Linked DNA regions of Capsicum annuum: region 1 is linked to region 2. A link is a contact called in public Hi-C data. All regions are on one chromosome and are shown on one strand. Each heading gives the region's core, a stretch centred on a gene start, on an enhancer-like site or on the middle of the called end of the contact. The rest is flanking DNA. Distances are from core to core; before and after follow the strand shown. Region 1 holds the start of LOC107853607 (translocase of chloroplast 90, chloroplastic). Region 2 holds the start of LOC107856284 (bifunctional purple acid phosphatase 26).

What was found. A called contact is a pair of places that touch in the nucleus more often than the background predicts.
Region 1: a Hi-C map of bud shows a contact between it and region 2, with 5 times the contacts expected there. The contact joins the promoter of LOC107853607 here to the promoter of LOC107856284 in region 2. A contact is called at or near these places in 4 of 5 Hi-C or Micro-C datasets (bud, leaf and placenta).

Annotation. Positions count from the first base shown.
Region 1 is chr7:18,093,247-18,098,961 of UCD10Xv1.1, forward strand. LOC107853607 (translocase of chloroplast 90, chloroplastic) reads right to left here and starts at 2,556. Exons shown (of 3, transcript XM_016698585.2): 1 at 2,243-2,556; 2 at 535-666. The coding sequence starts at 661.
Region 2 is chr7:17,920,887-17,927,165 of UCD10Xv1.1, forward strand. It overlaps LOC107856284 (bifunctional purple acid phosphatase 26), which reads right to left and starts at 3,721. Exons shown (of 10, transcript XM_016701270.2): 1 at 3,323-3,721; 2 at 656-874; 3 at 1-198. The coding sequence starts at 820.

The DNA.
Region 1 (5,715 bases), core at 1,306-3,805, 170 kb after region 2:
GCCTTTTTACTGTTCACTTTTGATAACACTGAAATGCACCACATATTTTTCCTGTCAACATGCTACCACTTATTGGAAACCAACATAAATAGATAAACAAAAAGATACCGACAATCTAAACGTGTCAGAGTTTCTAAAACTGATACATTGTTCAGAACTTGATCCAACCGCTGCAACTTTAGTTTCACCTGTTAATAGAATCTATAAAATATAACCAAATAACAGGCCATTTGATTAGCTCTCACTTTATAAACACTATTTCTTGTGTAGAACTTCATGAACCTCTCTGTTTAAGAGCATAGAGCAACTTCAGCTGGAAAGTCCACATCAAACTCCATCAAACAAAATAGACATGCTTACACTACTGTATATACCCAAGAATGCAAAGCAAAAACCAACAGAAGAAATTGACTATGGAATTGAAGCTAGAAAACAATCAAAACACTGCTTCCACACTAACATACAGTCATTATTCTAATGAAATAGCAAAAACTACAGGTGAACATTTTATCACAGCACATGAAGCAGAATTACCTGGGCGATCAAACTCTTGATCAGGATGTTCCTCTGTCAAGAAGTTATCTGATGCTAAAAGTGGTCTTGATGAGGCTACCGACTTCGTTATTAACTGTGACAGTACCCAGTCCTTGAAGCTCATCATGTTTTCTGCACATAAGGACAAGGATTCTCACTGTTAATTCAGCTTGTCCCTAGTAGTATAAGATATTAGGTGGCAACACCAACTGAAGATGTTCATACAATTTTATCATAGAAAGAAAGTAGTGTGAACCAATAAATGGACTACGGAGAAATTCTTATATTAAGATCGTGATTGGACCTGTTTGGCAAAGAGAATAATCTTAAACCTTCAAGAACAATTAAAAAAGGGACAATGTTCCATTGGAATGTGAATATGTGACTTAGTCCTAGTTACTATTCCGGGGAATTAAAGAAGGGGAGCTCTCAAACTGCTTGAATGAGAACACTACTTCAAAGTTCAAATGATTCCAGGATATTTAACAAATTACCAAGAAGGCTATTCACCATCTATTGATCAGTTTCCTTCATACTATCTGTATCGTAGTGTTACGATTTCTTGCAAAGGTTCGGGTCACTGGACGATGAACAGAAAAGCCCGAATCAATTGATTTGGACTTCCCCTTTCCTTTGTTTGAATTCCTAGATCGACCTATTTTGTAGATAAATTCAGCTGGTTAAAGGGAGGTTGAAATCTTAAAGTTCATTAAAAGAGAGAACTCCGATCTCTTTAGCTCGTTAAAGGGAGGCTGAAACCTTAGAGTTCAATGGAAGAGAACTTATTAATTCTCATATCTCCCTTTAAATAGTAGTCTTATTACATCAACAAAAAGCCTAATCCTTAAACTGGGAAATATAAAACCATATTCTAGAATAATCAATGGAAAGCCTAACCTTATGAAACTAGGAAACATAAAACCCTATTCTAGAATAATAAATAAAGCTACTTAAATATAATTATATAATAAATAAAACTACTTAAAATATAAATAAATAATAACCATATTCCACGCATCCACAACACTTAGTTTCACTCTAATGTTTCACAGTTGCAGAAATGCCAAGTAAGGCTCTATGCGGTAGGTTCATTGTGTTCTGCCCCTTCCCCCAACCTCACACATAGAGGAAGTTTACTGCACCAAGATGTCATTTTTATATTTCAAACTTGCCATTTATTTGATGGGTGATCATTTCCGGCATAAATTATACCTACGTGGAAACTGAGAAACATCAACCAAGAAAATATAACAGTACCTAGTTTTAGTTTAAAATGCCAAAGAAAAACAAACATCTACAGTCCTAATCAAACAAGAAATACAACACCACCAAGTGAACTCTTCTTTCTAGATCAACACAGCTTTCTGAAATACAACAACAACAACAACAACAACAACAACAAACCCAGTGTAATCCCACAAGTCAGCTCTACAGAGGGTAGACTGTAAGCAAACCTTACCCCTACCTTAAAGAACGTACTGAGGTTGTTTCCAATAGACCCTCGGGGCTGAACGAAGAATGAAAAAGTGGAAGCAGAAACAACAAGAAAATAAGATAACGAGGTTAAATATCAACAGGTAATAACAGTTTTTGCGATAAGGCAATTCAATCAAAATGGCAGAACCAAATGCTGAAAACTGACAAAAACTCAAATTTCAATTCAAAATCACAAAACCCAAATGCTAAAAACTGGCAAAAATTCTAATACCTGTTGCAGGTATCCCGTGGAATTAGTCGAACTGGTTCAGACACTGCGATTATAAAAAGAAAAAGGAAAAAAAACTGACAAAATCCAGATGCTAAAAACCGAAAAAAAAAATAATAATTAAAAATGGAAGGAAAAGCAAAGTTTAGACAATTGAAAATCAAAAGGGTATTGAAGAAAAAGGGGAATTTGAATACAAGAAACTTAGGGGAGAGTTTAAGAATTTTGGGTTGGTGGATCGAAATTGATTGTTGGGTTTATTTTGTTGGTTTTGAGATAAGACACAACGAACATGTTGTTCTAGTGACTCTCCGCCCTAAATTAGTTTCCATATATGTAGTTTTTGTCTTTTCTTTCCTTTGTTTTTTTATTTTCTTTTATCTTTTATTCACTATTCCAAAAAGATTATTTATTTTCATTTGATACACGTAGTTTTAAAAAGTAAAAAATACTTTTAAATTTTATGATATTAAATTAAAATTATGTTAAATGTTTCAAATAATTAGTACATTTGACAAACTCAAATCAGCTCAATTGAAGAGTTGAAGTTTGACTACAACTCTTAAAGAAATTTGAATTTGAGTTCTAATGAAAGTAAAAGTTTGATGGGAGAAGAGCTTTTTGGAGAGTTATGTTTAAATTGAATAAGGAATATTCAGAAAGTAATTGATAAATTGACTTGATAGTGTGTAACTTGAAAACTGAAGAAACATATTATTAACTTGGCCTGATACTAAGAAACATAATATGTCTCTTAGTCTTGATGGCCCTAATACTAAGGAAGATGAGAGGTCTTAGTCTTCGTGTCTTAGGAGTTGGTTACAGAGTTATAATATTGATGTAATTCTGATATCAGTGAATTATAAAATTATTAGTGCAGTTTAATATTTTAATTCTATTAAAGTGCACTATATCAAATGATAAAGTGTGTTCTTGATAGTTGCGATGCACATTAGTAGAATATTATTAAGAGTAAAAGTGTGTATTTACTTTATGTAATTCTTATAACCACTAACACTTTATTTCGGTCATTATTTTATGGTAGAATGTGACATTTATTTCTTGTAACATCTACCATTAGTCTACCTCATTACTCTTATAACTCTTGTAAGCCTACCTCATTACTCTTATAACTGTTGTAACATTTATAACATAAAAGACTATTGATCTTTCCTCTTTACGATCCCTCTTTATTATTCCTATTCAATATAAGTATGAATACTTCAGGTATAAATAGAGGTGGTCTTGCATGTAACTCTTGTGACATTTATAATCTAAAGACTATTGATCTTTCCTCTTTATGATCCCTCTTTATAATTCTTATTCAATACAAAGATAAATACATCACCTATAAATAGAGGTGGTCTTGCATGTTATTGCATGTATAAGAAAATATGATAAATGTGAAAAAGATTATAGTGTGTAATAGTGAAAGAGAAAGTTGAGACAAAGAAAATATTCTAAGTCTACAAGTATATTCACTATACAAAAGAGAGTAATTATATTAGTGAAAGAAAGAGTTGAGACAAAGAAAATATTCTAAATCTTTAACCATATTCACTAAACAAAGAGAGTAAATATATATTGAAAGAAGGTGCTTTTATGGTAGAGCTTTGGATTCTTCAATTAATCCAGAGTTACTTGAGTTGTACATCTTTGATGGGTTATTGTACCCTAGAGGGGACAAGTCACGAGATATATTGTTGGATTGGTGTAAATTATGCTACAATGAGCTTGAATCTCCTTAAAGAGAGCGAGATATCCGCGCCTCAACCAAGAAGAAGATTATCTATTTTTTCTTCATTTTGTTCATTTTATTATTTAAACTGTAACTATTTTAATTTGTGGCATATTACACCAACAAAAACTGAGTTAGATTTATTGTCTTCATGTTAGGAAACTCAATAACTTGGGGTCATACACCTTAGGAGGTTTGTGATTGAGCTTAATTAGGAGTTAAAGCTTATAATTTCTAGGTTATAAGAGTCTTGTAATTTGTCGTAGTAGTTGAGGCTCAAGCTGTTCTAGTGAAGTTTGGGGTTAAATCTTGTAGAGGTACAGGTCGTGATTTTTTTACATCCTTTTGAATCGGGTATTTTTCACGTAAAAATAATTGTCTCTTTTACTTACAGTTTTACTGCTTCATCAAAAGACGTAGACGACTTGTTTCATACATAGACAACTCTTAAATAATAATAATAAGTAAACTTATAGGTCGTGTAGAATATCAATTGGTATCAGAGCGAGATTATCTTGTAAGGGTTAACACCTATTAAGATCACGATGAACTCTACACCACCTATTGAACATAATAAAAGTTAATCAACAACTCGACCAGAGATGGATATCATTTCATTTGATGGAAGGCTAAGATGAAGATGTACTTTCAAGGTGAGGATTTTGAACTGTGGGACAAAATCACTGATGGACCAATAATTTCCATAAAGATAGTTGATAGAGAACAAGTAAAAAAGACAGAAAGTGAATTCACCACTGAAGACCTCGTTGCACTCAGAAAAAATACAGAAGATAAAAATATTCTTGTTTGTGGTCTAGGTCCAGCTAAATACAATAGAGTGTCAAACAATACTACTGCTAAATAAATTTGGGATGCTTTGATAAATGCTCATGAAGGCACAAGTCAAATAAGAAAATTCAGGATTTCTTTACTCTTCAGTGAATATGAAGCCTTTAAACAAGTCACTACAAGACATGATAACTAAATTAACATCTTTGGTTAATGAGTTGTCATTCCTAGGGAGGGTTCTATCTACTGAGGAACAAGTAAAGAAGGTTTTGAGAGTTCTATCAAATTTCAAATGAGATGTTAAATTCACAGTCATAAGGAAAGCTAAGGATTCACTATAATGTCCTTTGATGAGTTAGTTGGAAATCTAAAGACCTATGAGATGGACATGAAAGATCTCAAAACGGAGGAGGTGGCTAACGAAAAATCACTAGCTCTAAAGGCATCTAACAGTGATGAATCTATAGTGAATGAAGAACAAGTAGTTTGTATTACAAAGAAGGAATCTAACAGGACAGGAATAAATAGCAGAAAATGATCCAATGATAAAAATTCGATTGGATAATATAAATGTGACAAAACTGATTATTAAGGATTGTCCTTTACGGGATATTGAGTGGAAAAAAAGAAAGAGCTGAAAAGGAACTTAAGAAAAAGGAAAAGGAAGGATATGTCATGATGGTTGTTTGGGGTTCAGACTCAGAAAAATCAAATGATGAAGATAAAGGTGAAACTGCTTTCATGGCTATTAGAGATTCAGATAGAGAAGAGAAAGAAGGAACATTTGAGGAAAAAGTGAAAGAAGGCAAGCGACATTGATACATAGATAGTGCTTGCTCAAGATATATGACCGGAGACAACAAAAAAATCCTTTCACTTACCTTATTTGAAAGGGGAAATGTGTCAGTTGGAGACACCAAAAAGGGTACTATCACTGAAGTTGGAAAGA
Region 2 (6,279 bases), core at 2,471-4,970:
AAGGCCGGATACAAGGCACTGGTGTATGTAACCGGACTTGTACTTGTAGAATGTGTAGTTTGTTAGAGTCCCCTCAGCAGTAAAATCATATTTCCCTTTAGATAAGCCATATCGCACTTGGCTAGACCCTGGTGCATCAGCAGTTACCCATGTGATTATGACAGCTTTCCCGTTATAGTCACCCTGTGAAATATGCACCTAGAAAAATGACGGAAGTCATTAGCACTTTAGAGGCCAGATAAACCCATTGTCATCTCAAAAGCTATGTTAGCTTGGATTTTGAAACAGAAAAGAACAAATACGAGCAAAACGTCTAACTTATCACAAAGCAACCATGGAATTGAAATTCGTCAGAGAAAACAAAATGGGGAATTCGAGCTTCTCATGTTCTGCGAAACAGATGAGCATGACAAGAACGTTCTACTAATATTTGTTGCAATATTATACTGTTCACTAATATCACAATTTTCACCTCTCTCCAGAAAGTGGTTGTAGAGAACTTTACAAATCGGAAGATTGAATGCATTGAAGTAAGACTTGGATTTAAAGCATCGAACAAGAATTAACTAAGAAAGGACTGCAGCGGAACAAGTCACCTATTAAGAAAGCTTTGACTGACCCAACAAAAAAGGAAGTCTTAAGACTGCAAACTTACTTGCTGTGGAGCGTTATAACCCTTTGGAACTGCAAGCACTTCATTTTCAAGGGGAATATCCACAGACGGGAACTGAGTTCGAACGAATGCACTTGTTTTACCAGCAGTACCATTGTCTATAAATGTCAAAAAGAGAGATAACAAGAAGAAGAGATGAAGCAACATTGCCTCCTCTCCGCTAACTTTCAAGATAAGCACTGATCAACCAGAGAGAATTGACTGCATCCAAGAAGAATCAACACAGTGATCAGAAGGTTAATGACATAAGATAACTACTTATTTATGAGAATATACAATCTGATTCCATCCCCAAAATAGATTCCCTTTTTGAATATTTATCACCTAACTCATCAAACTACAATAAAGCAGAAGATCTCTTTTGTAGAAATAGTACTTACATAAAATTAAAAGATCTTCCATCCTTAAAAACAATGTTTTTTTCCTCATCTCTTACCCCTTCTCCTTGAAACAAGTAAATTGGAAGATAAATGGAAAAAGATGAAATAGCACAGAAGAAGTAAATGTAAACATTACAACTACATTCTGAGAAATATCCTAATAAATGCCACAAAAATATTGGGGAGAGGTAATTTGATAGGACATGCCACAACTTCATATTACCGAAGACATGACTTTAGATAGGAAGGTGTGGAAGTCACATAGTAGGGTAGAATGTTAGTACGTAGTGAAGTGTAGTCTTTCTTTTCGACGGCTTAGGCTTGTTGGTGTTTGTTATAGTACTAGACATATTTGTGTAGTTCTCTCTTCTGATATCAATCATCGTGGGTTGTCCATTGTGTTTCGATTATCACATTATTTTATTGTTGTTATTGTTCCTTTCTTGTAGGCTAGGCATAGCTTTTGTTATTAATTGATACACGTTCTTCACTGCTTTCTTCTTCTTTTACTTGGATTTGTTGCACTTGAGCCGAGGATCTCTCGAAAACAGCCTCTCTACCTCCACGAGGTAGTGGTAAGGTCTGCGAACACTCTACCCTCCCCAGACCCCACTGGTGGAATTTCACTAGGTATGTTGTTGTTTGTAATGTTTTACTTGAGCTGAGGGTTTATCGGAAACAACCTCTCTACCTCACAGTTAAACATAATCAACAACTATGCCTCAGTAAGCTAGGGGCGGAGTTAGAAGGTTACCTACGGAGTCAGTAGTTTTAGTCCAAGCCCTATATCTACGGGAGCGGATCTAGGAGGGGGTGAGGGTGTTCTCCCAAACCACCGTGGCAAAAAGTTGCACTTAGTGACTCAGTGATTTGGGGAATTCAAAATTCACTTTGAGGTTCCAAGTTCAAATCCCAAGCACTACATTTTTATTTTTCGAACCCCATTAGTGAAAATCATGGATCACACTGTGTATCTGCATCAAGAAATCCTCTAAATATGTACAAGAAAAGTAAATTCAGAACCTAGTTACGAAAACCTGATATCTCTATATTGGAATTTAGAACCCATCAAGTTCAAATCCTAACTTTGGCTATGTCCCAAAACAAGCTGTGATCATACAATTATCTACATCAAAATGCGATCTTTTTGTATTGGGTGTACTAAAAGTCTAGAATCATCACAAACCTAATAAAAAATGTATGAACTTTACTCCTATTGAAATTATATATAGTTGTTAAAATATGGGAACAAACAAGCAACATGAAGATCATATCAATTATCTATATCAAATGCAATCTTTTTGAATTGGGTATACTAGAATCATCATAAACCTAGAAGGCAAATGTATGAAATTCATTCCTATTGAAATTATATACAGTTCTTAACTCCATCAAAATACAATCTTTCATAAAAAGAATCACACTAATATGAACTAATGTTATTAGAACATCAAGAAAGTGATCAAGGGGCTAAACCACAAGGGAGTGAACTAACAAGTCTTATTTTTGTACTATCAGCAGAGCTAGGGGTTTATCAGAAACAGTCTCTCTACTTCATCTGAGGTAGTTGTATGGACTGCATACAAGTACCCTCCCCAGACCCCCCACACTTTGTGGAAATACACTGGGTATGTTGATGTTGTTGTTGTACTATCAACAGAGCATTATGCCTTCATCTACACTAAAAATGCAATCTTTTTGAATTGGGTATAGTAGAATTATCACACACCTAACAAAAAATGGATGAAATTCAGAGTTCTTAAAAGGTCAGCCCGGCGCACTAATGTTACAACTATGCACAGGATCCGGTGAAAGGCCAAACTATAAGGATCTATCGTACACAGCCTTTCGGAGTTCTTTACTTGTCAAATTACAATCTTTCATAAAAAGCAATCATACCATCATGAAATGTGATTAAAACATCAAGAAAGAGATAAAGGGTATTGTATCAGCAAAATGGGTGTACTGAACCAGCAAAATCTTGATAATTTTTGTATCAGCTTAAAATGCAATCTTTCTGAAATAGGAGTATCAAAAAAAGTTCAATATCAAATTCAGTGTTCTTAAAAAGGCAATCCGTATACGAACGCCACCGCTATGTGCAGGTCTGAGGAAGGGCCGGACTACAAATATCTAATTTACACAGCCTTTCAGAGTTCTTAACTAGTCAAATTACAATCTTTTACAAAAAAACAATAGTAATAATCATACTCATACGAACAAAATGTGATCAATTAGAACATCAAGAAAGTGATGAAGGGTAATGTACCTTGAAGGCTGAACTAGCAAAATCTTGATATTTCTGTACTAAAAATGCAATCTTTTTGAAATGGGTGTATCAAAAAGATGACTTTTTCAATTGAGTATAGTAGAATTAATACAAATAACATGTGAATTAATTTAATTAACAAGGGAACAGTGTGTCTGTATCAGTTGGTTGAGTGTGTTTGGGTTGTTAGTTTAATGGCTTAAAAATGGAGAAATGTCAGAAGGGATTTTTGTGGTTACGTGGCAAGCTGTAATTGGTGATCTATTTCGTGAATCCATCCAAATGTTGTGTGGCCCTTATGTCCAACTGAATGAAATATCTTTTACTTTTTTATCTTTTTTAGATCTATCTATAATTCTTTCCCCTAAATTTTCTGTTCAAAGTGAGGGAATTAAGGTTAACCATTACAAAGATTAATCCAATCCATATATATATGATAAACAAATTTCAATACTAGATTGTATTTTCATAACATGTTTACACACACGTACAATATCATTACTCTTCCGATTATTTTTACTTATTTAATATATTAAATTATATATTTTTTACACTTATCCTTTAAAATATCAAGAGAAAAATATTTTTTTTCGTATTTTTACTCGAAGTATTTAATTGCTTATTCTCCAAATTATTCTCTTTCAAATAGTGTGCTTTGAATAATGAAGGTTAATTTATTTGGTTTTGGGATATATACATCATGGTGTATGCTTGATTAGATTATATCAAAATTTGTGGATTGTATTTGATAGAGATGAACTATACTTGGAACGCTGGACTACTTTTACTAAAATATTTTCTTGGTGTCCATGGTGTCTCGTATCCGTCCGCATAGGAGCGTGACTAATTTGATATTGAAATCTACACCTTGTGGGGCCTCTTCGGAGAAAACACTTCCTACCAAAAAGTTTTCATACTCAAGACTTAAACTGGAGACTTCTGGTTAACTTCGATTTGAATCTCATTTTAAATTTGTTTTCGCATGGGTCTTCAACTGTAGATTTCTTTAACCTTGAAAAATGTATTTATAAAATAAAATTCTGATTTTACCTCTTTTATTTTTGAACTCGTTTTCAACCGACTCAAATATGGGTAATATGACTATCGTTAGCTTTCTTTTAACACGTAAATGCTATATTTGAATATTGTAGTTGATTCCGAGGCTGTTCGGAAGGGGGAAGCACCGTATTGAAGCATTTTAGGCTTGGATTTCATCGCTTTGAGGTAGGTTATGACTTAACTTCTTTCAGGTTGAGTTGGGTAGTTAATCAATAACTAAAGCATGTTATAGATTGGGGAAAATAAATATGGAATAGATATTTTGTGATTATTATTACTGTTGTGCATTCGAGTGGGGGCTTATATCCCGCTGTTGTTGACTTGTGATATTTGATATTGCGTGTTGCCTGTGTAAGGGCTTTATTTGACATCATTGACCTTATTTATCCATTTAATTGTCTTTATTCTAGATATAATGTCCGTATGGAGGTTTAAACTGTTATTATAGGTCTTGAGCATTGGTTGCCTTTTTCATGATAGAGATGCCCGAGGTAGGGATTGATGTGATATTAATGATGTCTTATATGCATATTTATTCCAATGGTGCCTAATTAGAGTTGATAAGCCTGAATTGTCGACATATTGAGTTTATTTATGTGCACATTTATATACGTATTGAATGGATTCAATATCTTCATACTGATTTGGTTCTCAACATTACATCCTCATTCCATACGTATACATTTATGGGATACAGGTACCATTGAGAAAAATTGTTTTTAAAAAAATTAGATATTTTTAAAAAATCTCTCTATGAACACAAGCCGGAGAAGTTGTTTGAGGTTGAGATATGAGTTATAGAATATGAATTGTGAAACCCCTATAGGTTTTATCATGGGAGTTACGAGCCCAATAGGTGTATATCAAAAGTCAGATGGTGACTTTCACTATTCATTCCATCATCATTGCATTACAGTACATATGCATCTTTCATGATTTACTTAGTTTCCCTCATTTTCTATTTAGTTTCTGTATATTTATCGTATATATTTGTGTTATTTCATTGTTAGTATTTATATTATAACTGCTAGTAGAGACGGTGTGAGCTACCTTTGGTAACTTTTTTATTTGCAGGTGACGTGCTCATATTTTTCTTTACTTCAGGTGTAAATCCTAACACGAGTATGGATTATGGAGATTGACTCGTGTAGTGAAATTGGTGATATCTTGAGGTACTGGCCCACTCTAGACTTTGAAAGTTGACTACAGACCATCTCTATCTATTAGTTGCCTTTACTTATATTCCAGAGACAGATTATATATTTTAGTTCCAGATATTATATTAGATGCTTTTATACTAGTGATATCAGGTTTTGGAATGATTATGTTTGTTCAAACTTCCGCATTTGTATATGATTTGGCCTAACTTCATTCTAGAAGTCTCATCTTATTTATGTTTATTGTTTGATTTTGATTTTTCTTTATCAACTTGGGGTGATTGGCTTACTTATCAAGGATGGACCGCGATAAGTGTCATCATGACCCCATTTTTGGATCGTGACACTAGCTTTCTTCAATTAATATCAGAGCCAATTTTTTCATTAAAGATTAATACTTGAAAAGAATTTTATGGTTGCTCCTCCAACTACTCAGGAAGTCACTCTTCAATGAAAAATACTTTAGATGGTAGAAAAACATGATGATGGATCATCTCATTGATGAAAGTGTTGATTTGTGAAATATTGTATTGGACGATTTTGCTATTCCCAAAAAAACTTCTACAGATGAAAAGGAACAAATTTCCAAGGATAGAAAAGATTAAGATCATACTGATAATGTAGTTATTCAAATAATGTCAAAGCAAGAAATATTTTGATCTGTGGAATTGGACTTGATGAATACAATAGAATCTCTTCCAACGTGTAAAAAAATACGGGTACTCTTCAAACTGCTCATAA